2 separate regions of the Mus musculus genome follow, and region 2 is linked to region 1. Evidence: chromatin contacts called from public promoter capture Hi-C data. All regions are on one chromosome and are shown on one strand. The core of a region is the stretch at or near the end of the contact, and the rest is flanking DNA. Distances in the headings are between cores, read along the strand shown. Region 1 holds the start of Cbfb (core binding factor beta). Region 2 holds the start of Ces2e (carboxylesterase 2E).

What was found. Capture Hi-C pulls out chosen DNA fragments and counts their contacts.
Region 2: a contact with region 1 is called in a promoter capture Hi-C map of liver. The contact joins the promoter of Ces2e here to the promoter of Cbfb in region 1. A contact is called at or near these places in 2 of 39 promoter capture datasets (hippocampal neurons and liver) and 1 of 9 other capture datasets (liver).

The regions. Positions count from the first base shown.
Region 1 is chr8:105,168,618-105,172,557 of GRCm38.p6, forward strand. It overlaps Cbfb (core binding factor beta), which reads left to right and starts at 2,057. Exons shown (of 6, transcript NM_001161458.1): 1 at 2,057-2,436; 2 at 2,689-2,775. The coding sequence starts at 2,359. Gm22063 (a small nuclear RNA gene) reads left to right here and starts at 3,879; the gene lies at 3,879-3,940.
Region 2 is chr8:104,924,446-104,928,385 of GRCm38.p6, forward strand. It overlaps Ces2e (carboxylesterase 2E), which reads left to right and starts at 1,815. Exons shown (of 12, transcript NM_172759.3): 1 at 1,815-1,951; 2 at 2,563-2,767. The coding sequence starts at 1,876.

The DNA of each region.
Region 1 (3,940 bases), core at 807-3,306:
GCTAGCATTACACAGAGGAAACCCTGTCTCAAAAAACCAAAAATAATAGATAAATAAATGAATGACTAAGTGAAAAGATGGTAAAATAGCTGAAGATCCATCGATAGAAGTTGTTGGCATCCATTCATGCACCTAATCTGTTCTATAGGCTTGGGGTGGGATGGAGGGTGCCTGCCCCAAGAAGGAGATAATTCCATATTTGCTAATGGAAGGAGTATGTCTTTTAAAACCATCAACCTAATCACCTCCTTCCTCCTTTTTTGATTCTCTTTTTTGGCACAGGTCCTCGGCTCAAGAAATCTTCCCACCTCGGTGGCCAAAGTCGCTGGCACTGTAAGTACGTGCTGCTTACAAATTTCACTGCTAAAACCCCTGACCATGAAGGCTGGGACTGCAGCTCAGTGGTAAAGCGCTTGATGAGGTGAATCCCTGGGTTTGAACTGCACCGCCTAGACTGTGGTGGTTTGAGTGAGAAATGGCCCTCCCGTAGGCTCAGATGTTAGAATACTTAATCCCCTGTGATGGCACTGTTGAGGTGTGGCCTTGCTGGAGGAAATGTGTCCCCAGGGCCATCTTTGAGGTTTCAAAGCCACTGGCATTCCTAAATCTTATTCTGCTTTCTGATTAAAGATGTGAGCCCTCAGTTTCCTGCCTCTGTCACCATGCTCCACCGTTCAGGGATTCTAACCCTCTGGAGTGGTAAGCTCACACAAACTCTTCTTATAACGTGCCTTGGACATGGTGTTTTATCATGGCAGTATGTTTTACTCAAAACACACACACACACACACACACACACACACACACACACACACCACTCCCACCAACAAACCTTTAATTTTGGGTAATCAACTCTCCAGACTTCAGTTAAGATGATTAACCCTCCTAGTTTGTTAGGGACTGAGCAGCTTCAGAAGGCTTGGGGGGCGGGGGGAGGTCATTGCTAAAAATGAGAGCTGTCTATGGCAAACTAGGACAGTTCCTTACCCACGTTTAGGTCCCTATCTAATAAATGAGATTGGGCTGGACTAGCAGTGAAATTCTGCCAAAATCTGTATTCAAGCAGGCATTAACAACTGACCTCAGAACTGATTCCAGTGACTTATGAGTATCTTTTCACAATCCTTAGCATCTGGCCAGCTGCTGCCAAGAGTTGGCACTTACCTGCCATCCTTGAACTGAACTTTTAACAAACTGCGATTTTTAAGGATCAGAGTTTATTGAGGGTCAGCTTTAGCTCAAGCTCTGCTGCAAACCCCGAGTCTGGTTTTCTTCTGCTCTGGTAAGTTCTCTAGAACTTGCAGATCTTGGATTTTTTTTTTTTTTTCTTGTTTGATTGCACATTTGGGTAAAAATATGGACTGGCAACCGGTTACATATAATTAAGATAGTTTTCCTTTAAATGATGTGCTAGATCTACATAAACACTCTCCTACTAACGCCATGAACTTATGAGTGTGCATTTTAGAAATTACTAATCTGAGACTTACTGGTCTGGTACTTGTCTAAACCTTGTCTGCAGGCAGAGCTACACGGAATCCTAAGGCCAACCCCGTTTCAATAGCCACCACCTTTTTACACCATGATTTGGTTAGATGCTTACTTCCACCTTTCAGTGCACAGTCCACATCCCTCCCTGTATGCAAAGTCCTCTAAGATTTAGGTTTCCTTGAATTCAAGTGGCCCTTCTGGGGGTGACTCTGCGTGGCTGGCTGGGGAGCCAAGAAGTTCCAGATCGCTCACAAAGGGCCAAAAAAAAAAAAAAAAAGGTCTGCGGGTCCGCTTCTAGTTGCTAAGAGAGGGGCGGATCCCTTCTGGGCGGGTTGTTCGCAGAGAAGCCCGCGGACAGGCAAGGGGAAGTGCTGAGGAAGGAGCAGGGTTTCACTGCAACCCAGCGGCCCCGCAAGCGGGTGGGTGGCGCATGCGCGGCGCGGGTCGTGGAGTTGTGAATGGTGCGTCTTGTTTGCTAGAGTTTGAGGCGGGCGGGCGCGCGAGGAGGAGAAGGAGGAGGAGGAGGGGTGGGGCCGGCGCGGGGCGGGAGAGCGAGGAGGGCGGCGAGAGGAAGTGGCGGCCGCAGCCGGGGGAGGCTGGAAGCTGTGTCTGCGCGGGCGGGCGGGAGGGAGGACGGCCGGCAACGGCTGAGGCGGGCGGCGGTAGCGTGGGTTGGGCTCCAAGCACACGGCCGCACCTCAGCCTCCCTGGAGCGGGAGGCCACGCGGGCGGGCTCCTGAAACAAAGAGAAGCGGGAGTCCGGGTGCCGCGGGTGGGCGGTCAAGGCGGTCAGCACCGGAGCCCGCCAGCGGGTGCCCGCGCGAGCCTGGGGAGCGCGGCCGGCCGGCGCGGCCTGAGGGCGGGAAGATGCCGCGCGTCGTCCCGGACCAGAGGAGCAAGTTCGAGAACGAGGAGTTCTTCAGGAAGCTGAGCCGCGAGTGCGAGGTGAGGCGGTTGGGGAGGCGCGGAGGCCTCGGCGCGCCCCGAGTGGGCCCGGGGAGGAGAAAAGTTTGAGCGGCTCGGTTGCCGGGAAGCCCCCGGGACGGCGCGCCGGCCGAGGGGGAATCTCGCCCCGGCAAGCAGTCCGCCCACAGGCTCTGCTTGCCCTTATCGGAGCCGCGGGGAGCGGGCGGGCGGGCCGGCGGGTGCCGCCGCGGATTTGACTCCTGATTTCGGGGCCGTCTCTCTGCCTTGCAGATTAAGTACACGGGCTTCAGGGACCGGCCCCACGAGGAGCGCCAGACACGCTTCCAGAACGCCTGCCGCGACGGTCGCTCGGAGATCGTAAGTCGCCGGGGAGGGACCCCCCCACCCTACCCCCGGTGCGCGCGGGGAGGCCGCGGGGACCCAGGCGCGCGCCAGTCACTTGTTGCGCGCGGCCCCGGGCGTGTTCCGGACGGCGCCGCGGACGCTGCGGCTCCCGGAACTGAGCCGGGGGCGCAGGCTCACTTCCTTAGTCCGGATTCGAAAAGCAAGAAAGAGGCAGATGCTGGCGGGGCGGCTCGGCTCGGCCCTCGGGCGGACCCGCCTTCTCCTTGGCCCGCCGCGATGGTTCGGTTCGTGGGATGGTTTGCGTGTCCTAGTGCCGGCTCGGCAATCCGAGCGGAGCTCCAACCGGAGCTTGGCGGAGGTTGTCGCCTAGGCTGTGACCTCCGCCAGACATCGGGGTGCTTGTAGGAAGGATACAGCCCTACGTGTAAAGAATCATTGGAGGGGGATCAGCGATAGGCTTGTTTCTGAGAAGCGAGATTGGTAAATCTATATGAGAAGCTATCTCCCAGTACAGCCGAGAGTAAATCTATTCCACTTATCTGTTGTCCTAATAGAAGAGAGAGACTGTCCTAATAGAAGAGAGAGACGAGAGAAAGGGCCCCAGTGGATGAACAATTTTCTTTTCTTAAAATGTTAAGAATCCGAAAGAAATCTATATTTTCCTTTTTCTAACCTCGATGTGCCTGTCTGAGTATTGGAGTTGCTAAAGAATTGCCTGGTGCTACACAGACAAATCCCATAGTTCATCTAGAGGTTCCTGTTTTATATTTGAAGACTGCTATGGACTCGGCAAGTCCTGGGTTGAAAAATATCGAAGTGATCTAGTTCCTCTCTTGCCTCTTCGTTATCCTCCTTAGAGGTGTTGGTTAGGAAGCAACGAAAAGAAGAACTGTAGGAAAGAGATTTTTTTTGGTTGGGTGGTTTTTGTTTTGTTTTGTTTTAAACTGAAGCACTGTGTAATGAAATCCTAATATTTGCTCAAGTGACAGACCCATTGCCTTAGCCCAAACTTTAAGTAAAGGTACAATTTGAATACAGGTTAACAGTATAAGGCTGTTGGTGAATGTCGCTTTTTTTTTTAATTGAGATGTAGTTCGTATAACAATGAACAACTTGTGCTCGCTTCGGCAGCACATATACTAAAATTGGAACGATACAGAGAAGATTAGCATGGCCC
Region 2 (3,940 bases), core at 565-3,064, 240 kb before region 1:
CAATTACCAACATGAGGGTCTCTGGATAAATGTGCAGTAAGTAACAAAGCCCATGGGTTCTACCACCCCTTCCCAGCATTCCCAGTTACTGTTCTATAGATAACTCCATGACCAAGAGTACTTGTGAAAGAAAGCATTTAATTGGGGGCTTCCTTACATTTCAGAGGATGAGTTCAGAACCATCATCCTGGTGGGCAGCATGGCAGCAGGCAGGCAGGAACGGAGCTGGAGCAGTAGCTGAGAGTTTACATTCTGATCCATAAGCAGAAAGCAGAGACTTGTCCTGGCATGGGTTTTTGAAACTTCAAATCCCACCCCCAGTGACAAACCTCCTTCAACAAGAGCACACCTCCTAATTCCTCCAAAACAGTCCATCAACTGGAAAGCAAACATTCAAATATATGAGTCTGTAAAGGCTATTCTCTTTCAAACCACTACACCAGTAGAGCTGAGAAAGTCTTGTATTAAGAGGAAGCACCAGGAAGCCCTGAAAACTTGAAGATGCTGATTCCTTGACCCTGAGAAAGAAGGAACTGAAGACGACCTCGTAGCCCTACAGCGCATCAGTTTCTTTGCTCAAGGAACTGAGAGGAGGGAGAGGAGCAGCCAGTGAGGGCTGGGACAGCAGACTGGTCAGGAGTGCATTGCAGCCACTACATTGAAACAATAGCCAGTGTTGGTAGGGAAAGGCTTGGCTGTATCATGCTTGCAGAGACAGAGAAGCCTTAAGGATGTAGCTCCGCCCGCAGTGCTAGGCCCATAAATTATCAGGATCTGGAAATACAGAGTGAAGGCAAATTCTCAGACTTCAGGCTTACTTTGATCCCTGTATCATGCCCTCTAGGAGATCCGTTGGGCATTGTGGGAGCTCCTAGTCCTGTACTCTTTGGTGTGTTCTGCCAGGGTTCTTTGTGATTATTACACACCTAGTGTAGACCTGTACCTTTGGCTTTATCATAGACTCTGAGAGCTCAGACACTGAGAGTTCAGTGTTAGACTAGCAGGACCTGAGTAAATGTTTGCTAAGTGAAGACCAGGAGATGGCACAATGTGCCAAGGAATTTTCAAAAGGCCAGAGACCTAAAATGGGTCCCCTATATCCACATGGTGGAATGATCTGACTGACGGAAGAGGCATTTCACATGTGTGGCATGGCATTCACACATGCATATAAACACATGCACAAGAAAGAAAGAAATAGAAAAAAATGGAAAGTGCTCCTTAAGTAGATAAAGAACTATGAAAGTTGATCTCAGCAGGAGCTGGCTAAAAGAGGAAACATATATTACAGAGGTGGTGTGAATAAGGAATGAGACTTGCGAAGTGCCACATTGTGGTGTTTCAGTGAAATAGCCAGGACACATGTGGAGGGGTCCATATAGACCCTAAGATCACTGTAATGGACATATTCTGAACACATTCTCTCCCTCCTTCCCTCTCTTCTCCCCCTCCCTCCCCCTCCCCTCTCTTATCTTGAATACATACCTACTTGAAGAAGCCCCCCAGGCTGTCTCTGTTACAGATTCCTGTTCTCTGAACTCCAGAACAACACTAACATCTGCCCAATGAGTACAAGGACAGTGATCATGGTTTGAATTGACTTAGGCTTGAATATAGGACTCCCTGTGTTACAGAAGGACTTCAGATGGCATGATATACCTTTCTAGGAGGCCAAAGAGCAGGAATAGAGATTGCTTTGGCTTCCTGCTGGCCTGCTCTTCTTTGGCAATACGAACTTTGCCCCGCCCTAGTGAATTTCCTGCCTACTTTATTTTAGGTCCAAATTCCTGCCTAGGCAAGACCCACATCTTTTATTTCCTGTCCATAGCACACAGATATCCTGGAGCAACACAGACTCAGATCTAAGAGCTGACTATGCCACTATACAAACTTCTTGGATGGCTGAATGCTGTGGCCTGTGGGGTCCTGCTTCTCGTTCTGCATGTGCAAGGTGAGAGTCATTCAGTGAGCAATGAGGAACAGGTCAGAGCTGCTCAGTTCCTCGGAGTCAGCAGGTTCGTTTGTGGGAGGGAAGTCACCAGGGAGGGAAAAGCTGGTAAAGATGGCAGATAAAAAGGGTGGAAAATGTGTGCCTCCCAATGCCTTCACCAAAGCCCACAGAGTGAACCCTGCTGCACATAGAGGGTCAGCAATACCTATGAACACCCCTTTCCAAAAACAATCATTCCAGTGGAAGAAGGGCTAAGAAGTGCTGCACCTGAAGGTTAGAGGAAAGAGAGCAAAGGTATCATTTCCTCTCTCCCTGTGTGACTGTGGCTGCTACAGACCTTTCGGTGATGATGAAAAGAATACATCCATGCTGTCAAGTGGCTCTGAGCATGTCTCCTCCTTAGAGACATGCCCTGCTACCATTCAAAAGGAGTATAAGTAATGTTCCTGGCTTGGGGGTTATGTAGAAGCTCCTACTCGCACATCCCACACCTGAGCCTACACACCCCAAATTCCCTTCCCCATGGGCACTTAGTGAAAATAAGGTGGGAATAAACCATGTAGTGGCAACTGCCTGGGCAAAACTAACCATGTTGGCATCTCCACCCACAGGTCAGGACTCAGCCAGCCCCATCAGGAACACACACACAGGCCAGGTGAGAGGCAGCCTTGTCCACGTGAAGGACACTGACATCGCTGTTCATACCTTCCTGGGAATCCCCTTTGCCAAGCCTCCTGTAGGACCACTGCGCTTTGCACCTCCTGAGGCCCCTGAGCCATGGAGTGGGGTGAGGGATGGGACCTCACATCCAAACATGTAAGTTTTGGACCTAGACAATTGCAGGCCGGGGGTAAAAGCATGCTTTAAGCTCTGGGAGCAAATGAAATGCTTCCTTCTTCTCAACCCCATAGAAGTTTTCTGTCTATGATGTGCAGTGCGTTGTGCATTTTTAGATACATAGCTAAGGCTTCTAATAGAAAAAACTTTGCCAGTCTCCTGGGTCAAAGATCAGTTCCTATACGTTATCTCTCAGTTTTGCAGTGAGAAACAGATATGAATGGTTCCTAGATTCAGAATATGCCAAGTGATCTCTGCCACCATAAATGAGGTCTATGGACAAAGGTCAGTATAAACACCTTAACCAGCAAGAGCCCAGAGTCAAGTATAATGTACTATAAGTCTCTCAGGAGGGCAGCAGTGATGTGTCCTTTCACAACTCCAGCCTCTACAGTTCCTCATACAACCAAAGGAGCCAAGTGCCATTGTCCAAAGAAACATATAAAACCTTCCTCTGAAGATTACGTGTGAAGTAGAGGTCCTGAGAGTTTCTGGAAGTAGGGTAAAGAACATCCCATGGGTCTTTGGGACATTGTTTTTGGGACATTGTCCACTGCACCCCTTAGTGCCTGTGTAGGTATTGCACAACATTATCTTGGTATCTTCATTTTGTTTCTTGTAGCTGTGATAAAATACCTGGTAAAAAGCAGGTTAAGACAGAAACTGTTTATTATGGGTCACAACTCCATGTTACCATAGACTACAAGGGGGAAACTTAAGGGAATAAATAATATCACATCTTTAAATGGGACCAGAGAGCAAGGAATGCATACCTACTGCCTAATGTTCAGTTTGCCTTCTCTGTTCATACTATTCAGAAGCCCCTTCTTAGAGAATGGTTCCCCCCATGGTTGAAAAGTTTACCACCTCAATTAACAGAATCAAGGAAATCCCCATAGGCTAACCTGATCTAGACAATCCTTCACTGAGACTATATTCCCAAGTGATTCTATGTTATCTTAAGGTAAAAATTAAGACTAACCTTCTCAATAGGCATTAAAGAGTACTAACAGAACTGGTGCTTATCGCTGCTCACGGGAAATTATTCTCATAGAGCCTCCAGGAGTTCCCCAGAAGCCAAACTCAAAAAAGAATAAAATATATGCCTTCACCCAAGTGGGGACCTCTCTGGAAATCTGATTCTACCTCAGA